2 separate regions of the Rattus norvegicus genome follow, and region 1 is linked to region 2. Evidence: chromatin contacts called from public Hi-C data. All regions are on one chromosome and are shown on one strand. Each heading gives the region's core, a stretch centred on a gene start, on an enhancer-like site or on the middle of the called end of the contact. The rest is flanking DNA. Distances are from core to core; before and after follow the strand shown.

The links. Hi-C and Micro-C count contacts between places; a contact is called where the count stands out from the background.
Region 1: a Hi-C map of liver shows a contact between it and region 2, with 9 times the contacts expected there. The contact joins two enhancer-like sites. A contact is called at or near these places in 6 of 12 Hi-C or Micro-C datasets (the A7r5 cell line, hepatocytes, kidney and 2 more).

Annotation. Positions count from the first base shown.
Region 1 is chr16:17,034,303-17,038,522 of GRCr8, reverse strand. Mat1a (methionine adenosyltransferase 1A) reads right to left here. Exons shown (of 9, transcript NM_012860.2): 9 at 3,155-4,220. Among named protein-coding and RNA genes, the nearest start is that of Sftpa1, 5.9 kb to the left of the region's middle. Within about 2 kb of position 2,957, at least 2 of the 93 cell types and tissues checked have an H3K27ac peak or open chromatin away from gene starts, as enhancers often do. A contact at or near this core is called in hepatocytes and liver, where this site is marked.
Region 2 is chr16:16,999,244-17,003,381 of GRCr8, reverse strand. No RefSeq gene overlaps it. Among named protein-coding and RNA genes, the nearest start is that of Mat1a, 16 kb to the left of the region's middle. Within about 2 kb of position 2,706, at least 5 of the 93 cell types and tissues checked have an H3K27ac peak or open chromatin away from gene starts, as enhancers often do. A contact at or near this core is called in hepatocytes and liver, where this site is marked.

The DNA of each region.
Region 1 (4,220 bases), core at 1,708-4,207, 35 kb before region 2:
TCAGGTACTGGCTAGACCCTTCGTGTCTTCTACATCCATTCCTCACTCGCCTCCTAACAAAATCTATCTTTATTCCCTGTAATATATGGGGAAGCTGAGTTTCAGGATAGCTCTGGGTCTTTCCAGAGATGATACAGCCTGCAAACTGTGAAGCCTGGGTCAGATCTCATCTTGCTGGACCTCTGAAGCTCTGTTTGGCTTTTCCTGAAGACCCCAGTGCAGGTTCTGTTCACAATAACCAACGCCATGAGCCAGGCTTAGGGTGGTCCAGCCTAGACCTCAGCTCCCAAGACTGTGCACCCTATCACACCGCAGCTCTGGCCTTAACTCATTCTTCTTCCATGGTGCACACAGCCCTGCCATGCTTAACGTTGGTTCAGCCAAGCTACTGAGCAGAACAGTCCTGGCTCCCCAGTCTTGGTCCTGAGGTTGTAGATCACAAATGGTAAAGGCTTCCCCAAAGTCCTCAGCATGTGACCTGTAAGGATGGTAGTGGTGTTGAGGTAGGCTCTTGGAACCAGATGCTCTGAAGAGGTGAAGAAGGGCTGAGGAACTCCAGAGACTACTTCCCTTCTCCTTCAATGAGAGGCTGAGCTTAGTCCTGCCAGTATCCTGGTGGCCACAGGGTAATGACCCTGCTGAAGCCAGGCCATCATTCCATCCAATGGGGGTCCTGTTTTCAGTTCAGTAGTTTGCTGCTAGTGTTTGCCTCTGTATTTGACATGCTCTGGTTGTGTCTCTTCAGAGACATCTATATCCGGTTCCTGTCATCACGCACTTCTTAGCTTCATCAATCTAATCTAGTTTTGCTGGCTGTATATATATATATATGAGCCACATGTGGGGCAGGCTCTGAATGGCCATTCCTTCAGTCTCTGCTCTAAACTTTGTCTCCATATCCCCTCCTATGGATATTTTTGTTCCCCCTTTAAGAAGGAGTGAAGCATCCACATTTTGATCATTCTTCTTCTAGAGCTTCATGTGGTCTGTAAATTGTACCTTGAGTAATTTGAACTTTTGGGCTAATGTCCACTTATTAGTGAGTGCATACCATGTGTGTTTTTCTGTGATTGAGCTACCTCACTCAGGATGATATTTGCCTGTAAATTTCATGAACTCATTGTTTTTGATAGCTGAGTAGTACTCCATTGTGTAAATGAACCACATTTTCTGAATCCATTCCTCTGTTGAAGGGCATCTGGGTTCTTTCCAGCTTCTGGCTATTATAAATAAGGCTGCTATGAACATAGTGGAGCTCATGTCTTTGTTGTATGTTAGGGCATCTTTTGGGTATATGCCCAAGAGAGGTATAGCTGGGTCCTCAGGTAGTTCAATGTCCAATTTTCTGAGGAACCTCCAGACTGATTTCCAGAATGGTTGTACCAGTCTGCAATCCCACCAACAATGGAGGAGTGTTCCTCTTTCTCCACATCCTTGCCAGCATCTGCTGTCACCTAAGTTTTATATCTTAGCCATTTTGACTGTCAACCTTAATTCTTAAGGTAGGGTGTCTCAATTGAACCCAGGTTTTGTCGGTATTGTCTACCTGGCCACTTGACTCTGAGTTATTTCTGCCTCCATCTCCCGAGTGCTGGAATTATAGCTGAGCTGCCACACCTACCTGAAATTAACCTGGGTAATGGGGATCTGAGCTCTTATCCTCATGATTGCCACCAGCACAGCAAGTGCCTTAACCGTTGAGCCAACTTCTCAGCCCTTCCCTCTTCTTCTATTGAGAGTGTCAAACATGCATGTAACTCACTTTGATCAAATCCACCCATTTTCCTCCCCTTCACTTTCACCCCTGTGCCCTACCACAGTTTTTTTCCCCAACTTTATGTGGAAAAAACCCCACTAACAACAGCAACAAAAAGAAAACAAAGCCAAGAGTCCATTTAGTGTGCCTTTATGTGCATAGATATGTGACCAACTACTGGAGCTGCTCAGGGGTTGCCTCCCTGGAGGAAATGGACTCTTCTGTCCCCCAGCATCACCAATTGCCAATGGCTCTTTGGTGGGTGGTAAAGCTTCATGAGCTACTCTCCTACCCAGGCTGGAATTTTGAGCCCTTCACTTTCTTCCTTTTAGTAATAATTTTTCCCGTTTTCATTCACAAACCTCCATACTGCAAATAGGCATTCCCAGATGTTTCATGGGGGTCTTGCTGCTCACAGAGGTTCTTGAAGAAGGTCACTTTTCTGTGAAGAAACTATCTCCTGACTCTAGGACTAGAGGCTGTTCTGAATGTAGAACCAACCACACCCAAGACCTGAGACCAGAATGTCTTTGACTGGTGCCTCTGTCCTCTCCTCTCAGCAATAGGCCTGGGTCTTAGACCCCAGTCCTTCCCAATGCCCAGGGCATGGGAATGAGGAGCCATGCTGACCTGCCCTCAGCCTCCTGCAAGCACATGTCCCAGAATCGATGCCTTCCCCAGTACCAACTCCTAGGAAATTACAAGAGTTCGGCTCTACCTGCTGCTTCAGCACACCTTCAGGACTTGATGACTGCAAAAGGAATTAACTATAAGAATCTCTACCTTAGAGGGACATGGAGCCAATGCAGTAACTCGCTGACAGTACAGGAGCGAGTCAGTGAGAAAATGTTAGTTCACCAGGGTTGGAGGAGCTTCCCTACAGGTCAGGGCTGGGGTAATCCTGAAAACAGCACCCAGATTTTCTGGGTGTGGGGGAGTCAGAAGTGCTCCACAGTGAAGCAGCTCATTTGCCAACAAAGCCAAGCATAGCAAGTCTGCACAGATCCCTTAGGGGATAACGGCACTTACTGTGCAAGCATGAGAACCTGAGTTCAAATCCTTAGCGCTCATCTGAAATCGCCGTGTGTGTGTGTGTGTGTGTGGCCATGTGCACACCTGCCACTCCAGCACGGTGGTGAGGGACGAAGAAAGGAGGCTCGCTTGGGCTTGCTGGCCACCAGTCTCGCTCTGTGAAGGACTGTCTCAAGGGAGTAAGAAGCAGGATACCCAGTGTCCTAGTACCCTCCCTTGGACATACGCACACACCATAAACTGCAAGAAGAGAGTCATCGCTCCTTGAGTTTTTATTCGCCAACTATCATCAGGTAATATCGACAACTAATGTCTTTGTTTCATATGAAATGTTGAAAGAAAAAAAGAGGCTCATTACACTCAGGGTTAGAACAAGTATACAATTCTGGATTTTTATTTAGATAAAGCTTAAGTTACAGGAATTCAGCCTTCTGCATACCCATCCTTCCCTCTGCTGTGAGGAACTTGGCTCCCAGGCAGCCCTGACCCCATGGAAAGACCCAAGCTTCTACATCACATACAGCTTCAGGATCTGTTGGCTCCTGGGGCTTTTCTCTCTGCTGTTTCCTCGCCCTGGTGGAATGGGGAAAGCTGGGGTCTCTGTCCAGTTAAGGCAGATGCAAGGTGTCTGCTCCTTGATGAAGCTGCTCAGTCCTTCTCCTAAGCCAGAACCATCGATATGAGCCAGGTCCGTTCCTGAAGCCACGTGTTTGAGAGCTATGAGGGCAGTATGCTGTGGGGAAGCCCCAACGAGGGACAGGCTGGGTGTGTGATGCTGATCATGATGGGACACCTAGAGACATGTTCTCAGGACTCTGCTAGACAGACACACCCAGGCTACCTGGTAAAAGTCAGTTCTTGTGAGATCTTGGGCAACTTGTCAACTGCTTGGACGCTGGCTCCTCACCTGGATCACCCACTTCCCTAGCAGCATTCAGACTGCATAAGTGTGAGGGTCCAGGGCACAAGAAAGCCTTGAAGGGTCCCCTATAGAGGCTGGTTGTCTGTGCTGGAACAACGAACTGCCTCTCCTCTGTGAGGAAGCAAGCACATGGGGCTGTCCATGATTAGATCCCATGCTCAAAGAATTCACACACCTGTCTTTGAGTGTTGGGCGCTAGGACCATGAAGCTTCCTCTTAATTACAGACCCCAGTCCAGCTTTATAGACCAAGATGCTCAGCTTTCCTTAAGCCCTCTTCCAGAACAAATGAGACACTTACATGTTTCCATCTTGATTTTGTGGGAACACTGTCCAGGGCTCACCAAGAGCCATTAGGTTCATCTAATTCTCCTGAAACCCAGGCCTTAAATAAGAGGTCATAACCTCTTGTCAATCCATGTGTCATCACTCTGGTCAACATCTTGTTTGGGATGCAGGTGTGAGGGTTAGAGTCAAAATTCCTAGAGTCAAGATCTGTTTCTTGACTCTG
Region 2 (4,138 bases), core at 1,457-3,956:
CTTCAGGTGTGCTGTGAGGTTGGGGCACGGAGTGTGGTCTAGAAAACAGCCAGAGAGTAGCAAAGGAGTCCAGAGTCTCAACAAAAAGAATCCTCTGGGTTCTGTAAGGAGTTTAGTCTTGATGACCGAGGTAAGTGCATGAAGGCTATCAAACAAACTATGTCAGTTGACATGAACTGTAACCAGATACAGTTGTTTACAAACATGTTGCTGGCCACTGGACTAGACGAGCCTGCCTTAGAGGAGCTAATTGACTGGTGTAGTCAGAGAGTAGGAGTATGGTCTGATACTTCATTGAGTCTGGTAAGCAGGGAAGTAGGAGGATTCAGGAGTGACTTCCAACTTTCCGGCCTGAGTAAATATGCAATAGTCCAGAAGAGACAACAACAGCAATAGATACAAACACTGTGCCCAGCATAGGCATGAGGTAGTGCTGGTGCCCTGGGTGAGAGTGCTACTCCTAGCAACCTTACTTGGCCTTTCAACTGTGCTAACATTGTATAATTCCCTTGTATGGGTAACTGAAGGATTTATTTAGCATGAATCTAAGAAGCGTTAAGCAAAACTCGTCTGTGGGCGAAAAATGTAAAAGTAAACAACTCTGGCAAAAAGGGAAATTTTTACAAGTCATGTAGAGTCACGTGGCTCTAGTCACTACGCAATCTGCTGAAGCCTCTTGGGATCGCTAAGTCAACAGAACTCACCTTGCATAAGCAAACACACCAAGATAAATATTCCAGCAGTGTCAAAACTGAGATGAGCATGGATGTGTTCAGAATTAACCAATAATTTCAGAGGAAAACACACAACGTTGGGCGGGATGAAGAGCAGGGTAGGATTGGCCGGTCCATCTCCCAACCAACGTAAGCACAGTGAGGGGAGGAAAAGGAACAAGATGCGTGCCCAGAACATATCAGGAATTCTGAGCTGCTGAGGACTCTATCCAGCTAACAGAACTCTATTCTGTTCCAATACTTTCAAGAAATTACGAGGCCAAATTTATGATTCGATCTACAACAATTAATATATTAAATTCTATACCAAGGAATCAGATGTTGCCTCTCCATTCTAGCCCTTTTTCATCTACAGCTTTCTTTGTTCTGATGTGTTGAGAATTGTGTAGACATCTGGAGGCATCCCTGAAGCCACTTTGAATAAGGTCAGCACGGCCATAGCTACCTAATGTAAAATGGTCTTGTTTTCAAAACAGTCTCAAGAAATCTTATTAAATGTATAGAGATTTCAACTGTGCCCTAAGTGAACTCATCGAAATTCAACAACAAAAATAGGAAAGCTAGAAAATACACTTTGTCCAAGCTGAGTGACCTCAGTTTGCTCCCGTAGCTGACATTAGGTCGTCGGCCTAGGGTTGTGTAATATCACCAACAGCCGTGGCAAAGTCACTGACAGTTCATCTTTTCCCCAACACAACTTCTCCAGTAAACCACACACCAACACATCAATAAAGCAGGGATTTGCAACACTCCAAAGACAGAGACTGTGGAGGAAAGAAAGAGAGAGAGAGCTTGATTTCTTTTATTAATCTTTTGTGCTTTAGAAAAAAATCTTATAAGATTTGTTTTATTTTTTTATATGTCTGCGTGTGTGTGTGTGTGTGTGTGTGTGTGTGTGTGTGTGTGTGTGTGTATGCATGAGGGGTGGGGGTTGCCCATGAAGAATGTCAGATTTCTTTTTTTTTTTTTTTGGTTCTTTTTTCCGGAGCTGGGGACCGAACCCATGGCCTTGTGCTTCCTAGGTAAGCGCTCTAACCACTGAGCTAAATCCCCAGCCCCGAATGTCAGATTTCTTGAAGCTGAAGTTACAGACATAAGTACTAGGAACAAAACTCTGCAGGAATAGCAAGTGTTCTTACCTGCTGAGCCATCTTCAGCCCTTAGACTCTCTCTCTCTCCTCTCTCTCTCCCTCTCTCTCTCACTCACTCTCACTCGCTGACTTGCTTTCTCTCTGTGTGTGTGTACATGTGTATGTATGTTGTATATGCATGTGTGCACACGTGCCTGGAGAGCAGAGGACAGCCTGGGCTGTCCTCAGGAGCCGTGCACCTTGTTTTCTATTTGTGATATGGCTTCTCTTACTAGCCTGACTGAGGCTTGCTCAGTTAGCTAACCCGGCTGATCGCCAGGACCCAAGGATCCTCCGGGCTCCTCTGCTGGAATTAAACAAACGAGTTTTCTCCTTCACCGCCTGAGTTCAGGAGATCCAACTCAGCTCATCGGACTCAGCAGTCAGTACCTTTCCTGGCTGAGTCAATCTGCTGCCATCTTTTTGTTTCCACCCGAGTGTCTTGTGTACCTTAGGCCCCAGACCCCTGTGTAGCTGAAGCTGGCCTTGAACTCCTGGCGCTTTTGTGTTTGTCCTGTAAGTGCTGGAGTTCTACCCGTGGCTTCTGATTAATAATGATCACCTGTTACATCAGGAAGGGTAAAGTAACAGCAGCTCTTGGACTGGATTCAGATCCTGCCCCGTGGGCCAGAGGCCAGCTAGCACTGTGTCCACCATCTACTTTCCCACCAGAGGTAGCCCTTTCATGCCTTCCCCGGGGCTCTGCCCTGCTTTCAGAAGTCTCCAGCAGGCCATTTCTGTCACACTCCTCTCTTTTTCTCTCCAGTCCATGCTCTCTGAACTTACACCTCTGCCTCTATAAAACACAGACACTAGCGAGGCTCGACAGAGCCCAGATTATGTAGACTCTTGCATCATGTCTGGATCATAGTACATGTTTTCTTCCTTTTAAAGGAATGGACCAAAATACCAGAGGTAGCTGAATTTCAAAACGGGACTGACGCAAATAAATACCTCGTTGGGCAGAATGGTCACACGGAAGTTATTTTGGAGCATGTAAACATTTCTTGTGACTCATAAAATCTGTCCACCAACCATGGTCAGCCTCACAGCATGGAAAGTCAGTCCGTGTGCCTCCCAGCTGTGAATCCTCCCACACTAACTTGTACTTTGGGATTCAAAAAAATCTCGGGGTGGGTTGACCTGCTGGAGCAGCAGCAGACAGGTTCGGCCTCAGCGCCTCAAATCCATTTGTCACCGTTTGAGTCAGGAACCAGAATCCTTTTCTTCTGTATAACTGCTAACAGTACACTTTACCACACCTTTACATTTTAAGTTTGATTCCTGGTCAGCTTGGAATAGAATAAACTTGAAAAGATAATCCTTTGGCCAAGTGACCCATCCATCCTAGAAGATTTGAAAAATTATTTATGGAAATGGGGGAAGACATAAATGGAGTATTTAAATAAAATAAAACCAAATGCTTTTCCCAAACAGTAAGCACGGTAAGGCATGTGAAGTCAGTCTACCACCTGAGTGGTTTCCCAACATACATTCAACAAGAAAAATCAATAAGATAGACACAGACAAATCAATACGGTGTGTAAGCAAACACTGAGCATGTGGCCCCTGGAGGCGCAAATCAATCAGCAGTAAACACGAAACGATGTCGTCTTACACGTAATAGAAGAAAATGCAAATGAAACCACAAAGAAACTGTGAAGTGTGCTTCTGTGATGGGGGGATGGTAGGAGCGAAGCATTCCTGGGTACCAGAAAGGAAGACCGCAATAGGGACCCCCATGCCCAACTGAGAGGCGCAGTGCAAATTCTTTGGCTACTTTGGAAAGCAATGCGATGCTCTCTAGGATCTTGGGAACGGACTCGACCTATGCCCAAGGCTTCCACAAGGCTCCCTTGTGTACCCTAGAGTGCCTGGAAATTTGGTAGCAATACAAATTTCAATCAGGGTGCGGTGGTAGATGCAGGAGAATTGGGAGTTCAAGGCCACATGAGACCCTTCCTAAATAAACAAATAAAATAAAGACAGAAAAGAGTGTAAGATTTTCAGTCCCAGCCCAGACTTACTGAGTGGGAGTTGGAACATCATAATTTTTAAATCTGAAGGACAACAGTAGGGGGCAAGTACTGACCCAGGAGGGGGAGCTGCATGGGGTTTCTATGGTTGAGGAAAAAAAATGTAACAACTGCTTAATGTTGATGAAATGAACCTGTCTTGGAGGCATTGAGCCTATGCATTCTAAGACTCTGGGATGGTGCTCTGGGCGGGAGATGCTGCAGGGTTCAAATGAAACCCCTTTGCTGACAGCTAGAG